2 separate regions of the Callithrix jacchus genome follow, and region 1 is linked to region 2. A link is a contact called in public Hi-C data. All regions are on one chromosome and are shown on one strand. Each heading gives the region's core, a stretch centred on a gene start, on an enhancer-like site or on the middle of the called end of the contact. The rest is flanking DNA. Distances are from core to core; before and after follow the strand shown. Region 1 has its middle 37 kb from the start of MB. Region 2 holds the start of RASD2 (RASD family member 2).

Evidence for each region. Hi-C and Micro-C count contacts between places; a contact is called where the count stands out from the background.
Region 1: a contact with region 2 is called in a Hi-C map of skeletal muscle, with 2.6 times the contacts expected there. The contact joins the enhancer-like site here to the promoter of RASD2 in region 2. A contact is called at or near these places in 2 of 3 Hi-C or Micro-C datasets (both in skeletal muscle).

The regions. Positions count from the first base shown.
Region 1 is chr1:206,422,499-206,428,499 of calJac240_pri, reverse strand. No RefSeq gene overlaps it. Among named protein-coding and RNA genes, the nearest start is that of MB, 37 kb to the left of the region's middle. Within about 2 kb of position 3,554, at least 2 of the 16 cell types and tissues checked have an H3K27ac peak or open chromatin away from gene starts, as enhancers often do. A contact at or near this core is called in skeletal muscle, where this site is marked.
Region 2 is chr1:206,376,221-206,383,200 of calJac240_pri, reverse strand. RASD2 (RASD family member 2) reads right to left here and starts at 2,136. Exons shown (of 3, transcript XM_035271245.3): 1 at 2,092-2,136.

The sequences.
Region 1 (6,001 bases), core at 2,305-4,804, 44 kb before region 2:
GCCTTGCCTGGCATTATGGACCTGGTACAGAAGAATCGGCCTCCCATGGCTTCGATTTTTTCATCTGTCTATTGAGGGGACTGAGTCAAAAGGAGTCCAGGGTGTCCGACACTCACCTTGTTTCTGACGCTCTTCACCTGCTCCCTGGCTCTGAACACCCGCCAAGTGGCCACCTTTGGCTTCAGGATCCACCCTCACCTTGCCCATGGTCCTGTGACTTCTTTTTTGACCCCTCTTTCTTCTCCTGGCCCTTGGAGGAAGGAGCCCACCTTTCTCCTGGTGTGACATAGGGTGGGTTCAGCAGAGTGTCTTGATGGAGTGACCTTGGGCATATTCTGGCTCTGGGCCTCAGTTTCCCCTGCTGAGCCCTCTTTGTCTTCTGGGGAGGATAGTGAAGAACCCCAGCATCTAGGAGTCATAGGGGCTTTAAATGGCACTTGATTCAAGCCCAAACCCAATGCCTAAGACCCCCACCACACCTAGGTTACTCTTGCCTACCTCTGCAGGGATGGGGAGCTCACTACCTCCCCAAGCAACCCACTCTGTCTGTTTGCTAGACAGCAGTGATCATGTCAAACAGGGGTCATACACAGTGGCTGTCATTGAGGCTCAACAATGAACAGGAGCAGGGGGGCACAGAGGTAAGGACCTCGTTCAGGTTTGAATACTGACTGTCTCCCCCTTGGACTGCCTATGAGGATGACTTAACCTAATCAAACCTCTGGGCATCCTGTGCCCAGGCCCCTTGTACCCTCTCAGAAGGGGTCCGGCTCTGTGCCAGCCCTGCTGTCTTCTCACGGTGGTGGGAGTCTGAGCGCTGCACACTCCCTGGGCCCCGACATCCTCCTTTAGGCTTCATTTCTTAGAGGATAAAAGGGGTTTGGGGTTTCCCACTGTTTTTTCGTTTGTGGGTTTTTTTGAGACGCAGTTTCCCTCCTATTGCCCAGGCTGGAATGCAATGGTGCTATCTCAGCTCACTGCAACCTCAGCCTCCCGGATTCTAGTGATTCTCCTGCCTCAGCCTCCCTAGTAGCGGGGATTACAGGCACCCACCACTACACCCAGCTAATTTTTTGTATTTTTAGTAGAGACGGGGTTTCACTATGTTGGCCAGACTGGTCTCGAACTCCTGACCTCAGGTGATCCACCTGCCTCAACCTCCCAAAGTGCTGGGATTACAGGCATGAGCCACCACGCCTGGGTTTTCTATTGTTATTTCCAGCTCTGAACCAACCGTACAATTTCAGATCCAGAGGACAAAGGCTGTGAGGACTTCCTCGTACCCAGCCAGCACCCTGGGCTGTGTAACCTTAGGAGGTTTGCTAAGGAGACCAGCCTGACAAGCCGGCTGGAATCTGAGCTCTCTGACCTCCACTCCTGCCCTTACAGCCACTTGGTTCCAGGCGGTGTGGGTGGTCAGAAGCCGTCCTCTTCTTCCTGTTCTGTCCAACTGGCTTCTATGGGTAGGTGACAGGGCAGTGTTCCCAGCAGTGGGACAAGAGGTGCCAGTGCCAGGCTATGAGCCATGCATTCCTCCGTCTGCAGGGCATGTAGCTATGGGGTCAGCCATCACAGGCCACACAGACTGTGGCAGGGAGCACTTCCTGGCCCCCAGTGAGCCAGAGAAGGGGTCTGGGAAGAATCAAGAGACACCCAGACAGTGCCTTGTGGCAGCAAAGCCGCTGGCCCCAATCTGCCAGGGTGCACGTTCCAGGACTGCGGGTGTGACGTTGGGTGAGTTATTTAATCTCACTCTTCCTGTTTCTCCATCTATAAACTGGGTAGAGGGTAGCAGTCTTCTCGCAAGGCTGTTGTGGTAGTTTCCTGAGAATTAGCCCATGTAAAGACCTTAGCGCATGAGAGAGGGCTCAGGGAGTGGCGGTTGTTATTCTCGTTCAGCATCCATCTCTCCACCTATTGATACAACAAAGACTTAGAAATCTGTGTTGAAGTCAATTTTGCTCCATCACAAGTTACTCCAAAACTTAGTGGCTTAGAACAATCAGCATTTTTCTCCCATGCGGTGTTCGAGGATCAGGAATTTGGGAGTGGCTTGACTGGGTGGTTCTGGCTCAGGATCCCTCTCCTGCAGTTGTGGGCAGGATGTCAGTTAGGGCTGTAGTCATCTGAGGCTGGACAGGAGACAGAGGATCCCCTTTGAAGGTGGCGCCCTCGCACGGCTGGCCAGGTCGTGCTGGCCGTGGGCCAGAGGCCTCAGTCTCTCACCATGTGGATCGCTCCACAAAGCTGCTTGAGTGTCTTCCCAAGATGGCAGCTGGATTCTCCCAGAGCACGTGGTACAAGAGAACCAGGGAGGAAGTGCAGTACCTTTCATGACCCAGCCTCAGAAGTCACGCTCTGGCATTTACGCAATATCCTCTCGGAACACAGGTCCTCTGCTCCGTGTGGAAGGGGACTCCGCAAAGGTGTGCATATCAAGAAGCCGGGATCTCTGAGCACCACCTCGGAGGCTGGCTAAACTGTGTTTTGCTTTAGGGATGTAGTCGTGAGCAAAAGCATGGTTATCTCCCTCACAGTCAAGTGTGTCTATGTGTGTCTGTGGCTGTGTGTGTACACGAGCGTCGGGTACAAAAAAACCTTGAGACACATTCTACGAAGCAAACAGACAGGGTGGCCTGATGCTGTATAACAGGGTCTTATAGAAAAGGCTTCTCCAAGGACGGGGCTTTGGGATTGAGGCCTGAGGGTGAAAGGAGCCTGCCAGGGACCAGGGAGTGGGGAAGGGTGTTGCAGGCAGACTTGGAGAGGTGCCAACGTGGTGGCCCCTGGAACTGGCCCGCCTGGCTCTCATGCTTCTTGGCCACCCTCTTTGACCTCAGTTTCCTCATCTGTAAAAGAGGATAATAGCAGATCCTACCTCCTATGGGGTTGGAGGGATTAAGGGAGATACTTTGAGAGCCTGGTGTACCACGTGCTCAGAAATGTGAGTGTCATCACCACTATTCAACAGTGGCGCGCAAAGATGACAAAGACGTGGCCCCAGCTGTGAGGCCTGACCTGGAGGGAGGCACTGTTTGAAGCATTTCCCAGGGGTGATCTCACCTCACGGAAGGCAACCATCTAGTATGGGAGATGGGCACGTAAGACAAGCGTTGGAACACCCAGGACAGGGGATGGGAGCACAGCTGTGGGAGAAGGGGGAGGAGGGTGATCTCCCTGATCCTGCACAGGAGGGGTGCCTGGGAAGGCTCACCTATAAGTGGCACAGCCATCTAGAGAGATGAGTGGGCAGAGAAACTTCTAGGTGGCCAACATGGGCTGGAGGGAGCACAAGGTCTGCAGGGGACAGCAGGTAGTTCTTTGTAGTTCCAGGCGGCTGGAACTCTGGGCTCTGTGGACTCAAGGAAGGAGAAGGAGAAACAGGCTTGTGTAATGAATGGGGTGGGTCTTGACCGTCACATTTGAGTGGGCTTTCCTTTGGGGTGGGGTCAACGAGCAGGAAAGCTGGGGGAGGCAGGGACAGCCACCTTGGGGTTGTAGGAGCTTCCTCTGGCTACAGGGAGGAAGGAGTGGAGGCAGGGAGGCCAGTGGAAACATGAGGCCAGGAGAGGAATGGTGAGGTCAGGACCAGGGCAATGGGAATGGAGGGGAGAGGGTGTACCCTAGAGGGGAAGGGGGAGCTGAGCAGGAGAGGAGGGGCAGAGGAGGGGAAGAGGGCAGTACCTCCTGCCCTTTTCAGGTCCTGGCCAAGTCCCCACTCCTTTCCAGGGAGTTCCCCGATTCCCTTCTCTCCCTGACCTCAGACACAATTACCTCCAGTCCTATAACACCGAATAGGCTGGGCACAGTGGCTTATTACTGTAATCCCAGCACTTTGGGAGGCTGAGGTGAGTGAATCACCTGTGGTCAAAAGTTCAAGACCAGCCTGGCCAACATGGCAAAACCCTGTCTCTACTAAAAAATACAAAAAATTAGCAGGGTGTGGTAGCAAGCACCTGTAATTTCATCTACAGGAGGCTGAGACAGGAGAATTGCTTAAACCTGGGAGGCAGAGGTTGTAGTGAGCCGAGATCACACCATTACACTCCAGCCTGGGCAACAGAGCAAGACTCAGTCTCAAAAAAAAAAAAGATAACACTAGATAGGCAAGAGATTGTGGGAACTCTTGGTCATTCCTGCATTATGGCACTTATTATTTCAATGGTGGCTACCATTTATAGAGCACTTACTGTATTCCAGGTACACACACACACACACACACACACACACACACACTTCATTCTAACCTCACATAGCCTAGCAAGGTAGGCACATGGCTCCTGTTTTACAGATGAGAATCTTGAGGGTAAGTAATTTACCAAAAGTCACACCGCTAGTTAGAGAGGGTCTGGGTTTCACCAAATTAGCTAATTGAAAGTGCTTATATAGTGCCTGGTATATAGCAGGCACTCAATAAATGCTAGCCACTCCACCATCTTTTTTAGAGACAGGATTTTGCTATGTTGCCCAGGCTGAGTGCAGTGGCTCTTCACCTGCATGATCATGGCACACTACAGCCTCTGAGTCTTGGGTGCAAGTAATCCTCCTCCGGAGTAGCGGGGATTACTGATGTGCACCACCACGCCTGGCCCTTCCACTATTTTTGCTAGCGTCATCGGCTAGATCAGTCTGGCTGCAGAGCCCACGCCCCTCTGAGGGGGCCATTTGGATCTCTCTGGCCTGATTCTGATAGGCTGTCATCTGTTTACCTGCCCCACTGAGCTGTGGAGTCCTGCAGAGCAGGGACCGGGTCTGATTGGTGTGTGGGTCTTGAGCGCCCCTGGTGGGTAAGGCACAGAGTGCATGGTCAGTGATGGTTTGTTGAGTGAGCATCTCAAGTTCCTGTCTCTTAGAATCATGGGATTTCTCCAGCCTTGTTTGCCCCTTAGAATGATGGAATCTCATTAGCCGCGTTTGTCTCTAAGAATCATGGGGTTTCCCCAGACACATTTGTCCCTTAGAATCATGGGGTTTCTCCCACCATGTTTGTGCCTTAGATTGATGGAATTTCATTAGCCATGTTTGTTTCTAAGAATCATGGGGTTTCTCCAGCCATGCTCGGCCTTAGATCATGGGGTTTCTCTACGGTGGAGCCTTGGTTGATCACTTCAGCCAGGACACTCTGTCTCTTACCAGCCACCTTCTTCCCTTTCTCAGAAGCTGGCCCATAATCCAGCTCCTACCAGCCATACCCTCCTCTTTGTCCCGGGCCAATGCCCCCTGCCCATCCCCAGGCCAAATCAGGAGTCTCCACCAAGAGCTCACTTGTCTTGCCCTGGTCTCCCAGAGTGCTCAGGCTCAGGGCAAGCTCCACCTCCTCGCCCATCCCTCCAGCCACCTGTGTCTGCCCCTGACTGGCTGCAGTGTGGCGTTCTCCTCTCTGAACCTCGATTTCCTCAACTGCAAAGTGAGGAGGATCATTTCGATCACCTTCAGCTCAGCTTTGTCAGTTTGCTACCGGGATCCAGCAGGGTGGAGGATGAAGACCTTCTGTGTCACTCTCTCTCCCGGTGTCTCTGTGGGATCTCTTGCTGCTCCCCGGGGAAGCGGCATGTCTCTTCAAGACCACTAGATGGCACTAGCGGGCCACCCGTCTCCCCGCAGGCGGACCTAGGGAAGAATTCCACCTGTGGGATTCCGCCCTAAAAACCACAGCCACCTACCTCCCCCAACTTGTAGGAGACCCCAAAGAGCGAAGATCTGCAGGCGGGCCCAGGCAGGATGTGCAGAAGTTAGGAAAAGGTGTGGAGGTCGAATCTGAACTGCGGAGTTCTGAGCCAGGCCAGGTTCTTAGAGAACGTTCTGGATCTCTGCTTGGCAGTTAATTTGCTGGGTGACCCTGGCCTTGTCACAGAACCCCTTTGAGACTTCAGGTTCTTCCTCTGTGAAACAGGGCACCAAGGCTCTTCTGTGCATCATGGAAACTGAATGATACTGGGGACGTAAAATGTCCCTTCTGCCTCCGGGCACAGAGCAAGCTTGTCACTTTGTAATTTACTAT
Region 2 (6,980 bases), core at 887-3,386:
CGTACATTGCAGTCACTGGCCTCTAGCTGCCACTTTGAGAGTCCGGGGGCTTGGCAAAGCCAACACCATCAAAGCCAACCCCATCTGGCAGCTCAGACGGTAGAAGGTAGGCAGGCATCTGGCTTCTGGCAGGCCAGCTCTGCCTCTCACCAGCCCAGCAGCCCTGGGCAAATGACTTGGCCTCCCGAGGCTCAGGTTACTCCATGTTAATGGTAAGAAACAAACCCCCTGTGTAGCTCTGGGCCTCCAATAAGTTTGGAGGCTGCCCCAGCTCCTGGCCCGCCGCAAACCTGAACACGTGTTGGGTTCTTTTCTTTGTGGTACTTTCTCTTGGCAGTCATGGGGCTGCCTAGAGCAGCAGGTGAGGCTGAACTGGAATGCGGGCACAGGTCTTGCAGGGATCCCATCTTGTCTCTGACATCACCAGAGGCCTCAATCACCGGCTCCTGACCTGGCTGCCCGCTCCCAGCCTGGCTTCCCACTTTCCATGAGGTCTTGGACATCCCCCGTCATCCTTCCAGTGCTGGGGACATGGGGAGGGGAGGGCACAGAGAGGCCTCCAGAGCTGCCTTCTGGGCCCTCCAAGACAGCTAAGTTACAGGAAACCCCTCCTGGGAAGGGAATCATCCAGGAAATTCACTCTGCACCAACCCAGAGAAAGCTCAAGAACTCTGGATAAGGGATGAGCTCCTTAATCTTCCTTCCCCACCTCCAGGTATGTAAGTTGCAGCCAGCTCCAGAAGGGGGACAGGAATGTTTGAGGACGTTGACTCTTCCTCCCTGAGCCTCAGTTTCCTCCTATTTAAATGGGCTCTTACTCTAGCTCTCTTAAATGGAAAGCCTCTGGCACCAAAACTAGCACATAGTAGAAGCTCAATGCATCTTTCTTTCCTGGGATAAGTAAAGGGTCTAGCACCCAGTCTGACACATAGAGTAGGTGCTCCAAAAATTTAATTTTCTCTAGGTATGTAAAGTTGCCAGACGACCCCGGCACATAGAAGGTGCTCAGCCAATTTCACTTTCTCTGGGTCATGCAAGGAACCACTGAGCTTTCCTACCCCAAGCCTCTACCCTTTCTTCCCGGCCGCTCCACTTCCCAGATCCCCAGCTCTGTTGGGGTGTCTCCTACCTGTGAATGGCGGGCCGGGCCTCTGACTCGGCTAGAAGAGCTGCTTGGAAGCGCCGGGAGCTGCGGGGAGCAGCCGCCTGCTGCTCCAGCCGCCGCCGAGCCACCCAGAGTCTGTGGCGCCTCTTGGGTCACTGCGCCTGGATCCTCCCCTGCGCGGCTCGGGGCGCCGGGCTCGGCGCGGCCGGGCAAGGAGGCGCGAGAGGCTGGTGCCCCATGGGTGGGCTCCGAGGGCTCGGCGGGGCCCGGGCAGGGGGCGGGCTCCGGCTCGCCGCCGCCGGCCCTGCCCTGCCCGGAGCCGGAGGCCTCCTGCTGAGCCAGGTGCCCGGAGGCTTGGGGATGTTCGATCCGGGGGTCCCCGCCTGGGGCTCCGGGGCCAGGGGTAGAGCGGTAGGGGCGACTCCAGTGATGAAGGAGCAGCCCCTAGAGATTCGGGGAGTGGGGGTCCTTTGGAGGTGACTATAGGTGCGTGTCCCGGGTGGGCGAACCCTCCTGGTCGCCTATGCCACCTTCTCCGCCTGCCCCGAAAAGGGTCGCTCGGATGGGGGGTAACGGGCTGGCGGGGTCGGCCGCGGCCTCCTCCTCTGCCCGCGGCTCTGCAGCTCTCCCCGCGCCGGAGGGACGGCTCCTTTCTCCCCGCGCGCGGCGACGCCAGCAGCTGAAGGAGGAGCAGGGAGCTCTGCTCTGCGCGCGTGTGGGAGGGGGCCTTGAACGCCGCCCCAAGGTTTCGCAGCTCCAAGTTAGCAGCAACCGGCTCCTCCTCCTCCTTCACCTCCTGCTGTCCCCAGAGGAGAAGAACTTTGCGCGTGGCCTGGCTTCTCCCTCCTGCCCTCTCCTGCAGGCAGACGCCCCTCTGCCACCCGCAGGGCGAGGAAGTTGCTGAGCCTTCCGAAAGGTGGCAGAAACCCAGGCTCCCGATGGCGGTCCCAGCGGCGCCCTCCCGCGCCCGTGCAAGCGTCGCTCACCTGCCCCCCGCGAGCGGCGCGTCCCGTCGCCCAGCGCCCGCGTCTGCCCTCCCGAGCCCGCTCGCCCCGCCCCGCCCCGGCGCCCGGCCAATGGGAGGCGGGTCCCACGGCCCGGCCCGCCCGGCCCCGCCCTCGACGCTCGCGGCCTCCCGGGCGCCGCCGTCTGCGGTTCCGCGTGTCCTGGCGCTTGGTGCCTGGGCCGCTGGGGGCGGCTGGAGGCGCCGGGCGCGCGCACTTTGCCCGGAAGGCTGCACGGGCCTCGGAGGCTGACGTCTGCGCGCTCGCTCACACGCACGCCGGGCCCGGCCGCAGGTGACCCGCGTGGGGTCCGCCCGCCTGCCCACTCGCCCGGGGTGCCCAGCTGCTTGCCGAGCGCGCCGCGGCTCCAGCGCCCTCCTCCTTCGCGGAAGTGTCCGCGTGCCTCTCCAGGTGTCCAATCCGCCCGTTCCAGCCGCTTCCACCCTCCCGAGGTCTTGGTGCCCACGGGACCCTGCGGGCTGGCACATGGGTCGTGCACGTGTCGCCCAGAGGGACCGGAGTCACCTTGGCTTAGTGGCCAGAGATCTTCGAGGCATGCCCGTTTCAGAGAGCGCGGCCGGGGACACACTGGGTGCCTTGGGCAGTGCCTCTTCCGCCGGCATTCTCCCTTTTCACTTTTAAGCAAGGGGCTTGACCTAGGGCAAACATCACGCATTCTCACAGGGCCATATAGCCACACCACTTATTTAATTTTTTTTTTAATACCAAATCCGCTTTCCCCACCCCTTAAACACTTGATTTTAGAGAATCATTATATCACTGCCTTAAATGGGAAAGCAGTATCACTTGCCATAAATAGAAAGTTAGAGTTAAAATAAGCACAGTGAAAACAAAGCAAGGTTATTAAATATAGCTGGAAACTGTGGCCTTCCAAGGCTTGAGATGTGCCCTCAGTGAAAAAGGGAGATTGGCAAGGTTTGGCGAGGTGTTAAACATTCATTAGCACCTAACAGAGACTTTCTCCTTCACTTATCAGGAGGCTTCAAAGAGAATGTTCTCATTGTGTGATACAGCAAAGGGATGCGGTGCTGTCTGTGTCCCTCAGTTCCAGACCCCTGGACCTCAGAGATGTCTGCCAGCCTCACCCTCAACCCCAGACCTGGCCTCCCTACCTCATAAGAGGCAGCAGGAATTAGGGAGGGCACCTGAGGGGCCAGCTCCACTGGCTGAGAGACTGGCATTCAAGTCCTGACTCGTTAATTACCCAGATATCTGACCCTTGGCCAGTCATGAAAAGTGTCTGGATTCTGGTTGTGCCATCTCTAAAATGGGTGTGATATTGCTGGGTCCACAGAATGACAGAAGTGCTGAAATGGCCTGGGACTTTGAGTATGGAAAGTGACTTGCTTTGCTTGTCTCTCTAGCATCTTGAGATTCTCCGGCAAAGTTGACCAGAGAGGATGGGGCAGGTAGGGTTGGAGGGTGCAGTACTTGTGCTACCTAATTGTGTTCAATGCCCCGATTTAGGCCATAGATGGGCTCAGGGGATGTGCCCAAGGTCACCTGGTGGCAAGTGGCAGGATCTCATCGAGGTGCATTTTCCACATCCAGACTTTGCCTCTGGGAACTGGCTTCTGCCCAGGAGCGTTTGTGCTGGTCATGACGCACAGAGGCTTCGAGCCTTGAGCTGGCGGTGAACTTGGCAGTGGGAGGTGAGCAGGGTGGCACGCTTCACCTGGAAGGCTGGGGTCAGGAAGACTCAGGCCACTGGGCCAGCTCTGCCACCCCCATCACAGAAATGTGGCAGGCAGCCCAGGGACCCATGGCTCCCTGCTTCTGCAGAGTTGTCCAACAGAATGGGTCATGCCCCACTGACTATACCCCCCATAGTGAGGGGAGCTAAATGTGGAGTGAGAAGCCGGGGAGGTGCACTGCCTTCTGCTCCTCACCTCCCCCGCTCCCAGTACAGAATGGCTCAGTCAATACGCAAGTACACATAAGGGACCCACTGATGCCCACGGAAGCTTTGCGTGGCAACAGCACACTCCCCATGTGTGCCTATTTTCCCCTTCCCCACTCCCCACAGTCCACTTGCCTCATCATTTCTCACTGGACCCTTTGTCATAGCTGCCCCCTTCCTCACCAGTCTCCCTGTCATCCCCTCTCTTCCGTATAACCTGTGATCATGTTAGTCCTGTTCTAAAAATGTCATCTCTTGCTCAAGAATTTTCAAGGGCTCCCCATTGCTTAAGATGTAAAATCTTGGGCCAGGTATGGTGGCTCACATCTATAATCCCAGCACTTTGGGAGGCCAAGGTGGGAGGATCACTTGAGGCCAGGAGTTTGAGACCAGCCTGGCCAGCATGGCGAAACTGTCTCTACTAAAAATATAAAAATTAACCAGGCGTGGTGGCGTGTGCCTGTAATTCCAGCTACTTGGGAGGCTGGGACATGAGAATCTCTTGTACCCAAGAGGCAGAGGTTGCAGTGAGCCAAGATTGTGTCACTGTGCTCCACTCTGGGCGACAGAGCAAGATCTGTCTCAAAAAAAAAAAAAAAGATATAAAATCTAAATTCCTTATCCTAGCATACAAGGCCTCCAACCTCCTATCAGGACACAATTCTCACCATGCCCTGCCGCCAGCCTACATTCCAGCAAAATCAAACCACTTCTGGGTAAAGAACCCAGGCTTCGCCTCCTCTGGGCTTGGGTATGCTGGTTTCTTATCAGGGATATCCTTTTCTCAATATTTACCCATCAAACTCCTGCACATTCTTCAGAGCGCTGTGTCCACACCTCTCTCCACAAAACTTACTCCCAGCCTTTCTAATGGTGTGGATCTCCTCCTCTGTGCCCCCACAGCACCAAAGCTTGGCTTTTGCGCTGTGGGTAACGGATCCTCTCCTTAAGCCTCAGTTTCTTGGCCTGTAAAGTGCGTGTTACAATAGTAACTGCCTCTGCAGTTGTTGGGAAGATTAAAATCAACTGCAAAATGCTTCACACACAGTGGCCTCCGCCACGGGCACTTCTTCCATAGCCCGTGTTACCTCCTGCCTCATTTTTGGACATATGCTTTGTCACCCCCATTAGCATGTGAGCTCCTCCGAGTGGGGACAGAGCCTGATTCATCCTTGTATTCCCACATCATTAAGGGTAGCATCTCACACGTTGTAAGTTTTTAATAAATGCTTATTGAATTGTGTTCAGCCAAACAGTCTCAGAGCAGAAGAAATACACAAACTCTCCTTGGAGATGGAGAAAGGGCAGACAGACAAAGTGAGGAGACTTTCATCTGGTCCTCCTAACAGCCACACTTACAAAAGGGGAAACTGAGGTTCAGGGAGACTGTTCAAAGCCAGGCAGCTAATGAGAGGCTGAGCTGGGGTCCAAGAGGAATTATTCCAACAGGAAAAAAGGCATTTGCCTAATGTCCTGTTACACCCCCGGCTGCTTTTCTGGAACAGTAGTTTCTAATGCTGGCGTCACATTAGAATCACCTAGGGGAGCTTTCAAAAGATATCAGAACCCAGGCTCCCCATTTGGAGATGCTGATTTAATTGCTCTGGGGTTGGGTTTCATCACCACATAGTTTAAAGCTCCCCTAAGTCATTCTAATGTGCAGCCATGGTTGCTAGAGCAGTGGTTCTCAAACTGTGGTCCCTGGACCAGCGGTGTTAGCATCATCTGGGACTTGTTGGAAATGCAGAATCTCAGGCCTCACCCCTGGCCCATGAAACTGAAGCTTTGGGAGAGAGGCCAGGCCACCTGATTTAAACCAGCCCTCCTGGTGATTCTGATGCACGCCAAAGTTTGAGAACCACTGGCCAGAAGACTGGAGTTGGTGAAACCATAGAGGTTATGTGGCCTGGCCTTGCTGTCTTGTAGACAAAGAGACGGTTTGTGGCTTGACCAAATTCAACGCGTGCCAATGACAGGCTAGACCCAGAAACCAGGACTTGACTCGAACACGGCATTCTTCCCTGCTGAATGCACCATCCCAGACTACACATCCCCTAACTGAGTCTCTTGCCTTGGCAGACCTGGGCATCTGTGCCAGCCTTGAACTTCAGCAGAGGTCAACGGGTCACCAGCTGCATAAGCTCAACTGGATTGGGGCACTGGGTCAGGTGCCAGTCAGTACAGAGGGCAGATAGCTGGAACAGGCTGGTACATCATCTGGTAGTCAAGACCTCACCAAACATCCCTGAAGGCAGACTGGCAATGACACGGAAGGAGGGGTATCCCCCAGGCTAAAGGTCAACAGGAGCACAGCTGGACCAGCCACCCTCTGCCCCCTTCCCTACATCTGATCGCTTCTGCCTCCTGCTTCCCCCTCCCCACCCACTGAACCTGATGATCCGAGCAAACCCCAACTCAGTCAGGAATCTGGGTTCTAATCCCAGCTAAACAGAAGTCTGCTGTGTGACCCTTGAATGGGCTGCTTAACCTCTCTGACCCTCATTTCCCAGTATTCTTCCTCTCCTTTATGCTCCAGCCAAAGAGACTGACTTGTTCCCTGAGCTTGCCAGGCTTTCTGCACCCCAGGTCTTTGCACGCTGGGGCCAGAGGGGCCTGCCATCTCTGAATTGCCAGCACACTCCTGGCTTTCCTCCTGGAATCAAGCATCAGTGCCTCTGGGAAGTCTTGGTTGCTCTCTCTTCTGTGCTTCATGGAGCCGCCTTGCAGAAATCTCTTGCTTTTTGGATTCAGCCCTCACTGTCTGAATTCTTGCTATTCATATCTGAAACCTGGGATCTCAATAGATTTTGATAATGCAGCATCTTTTACTCTCTGAACTTGCTATGTAAACTCTTTAAAAAAATTTTTTTTTGGAGACAGGGTCTTGCTCTCTAGCTCACACTGGAGTGCAGTGGTGTGATCATGGCTCACTGCAGCCTCCACCTCCCGG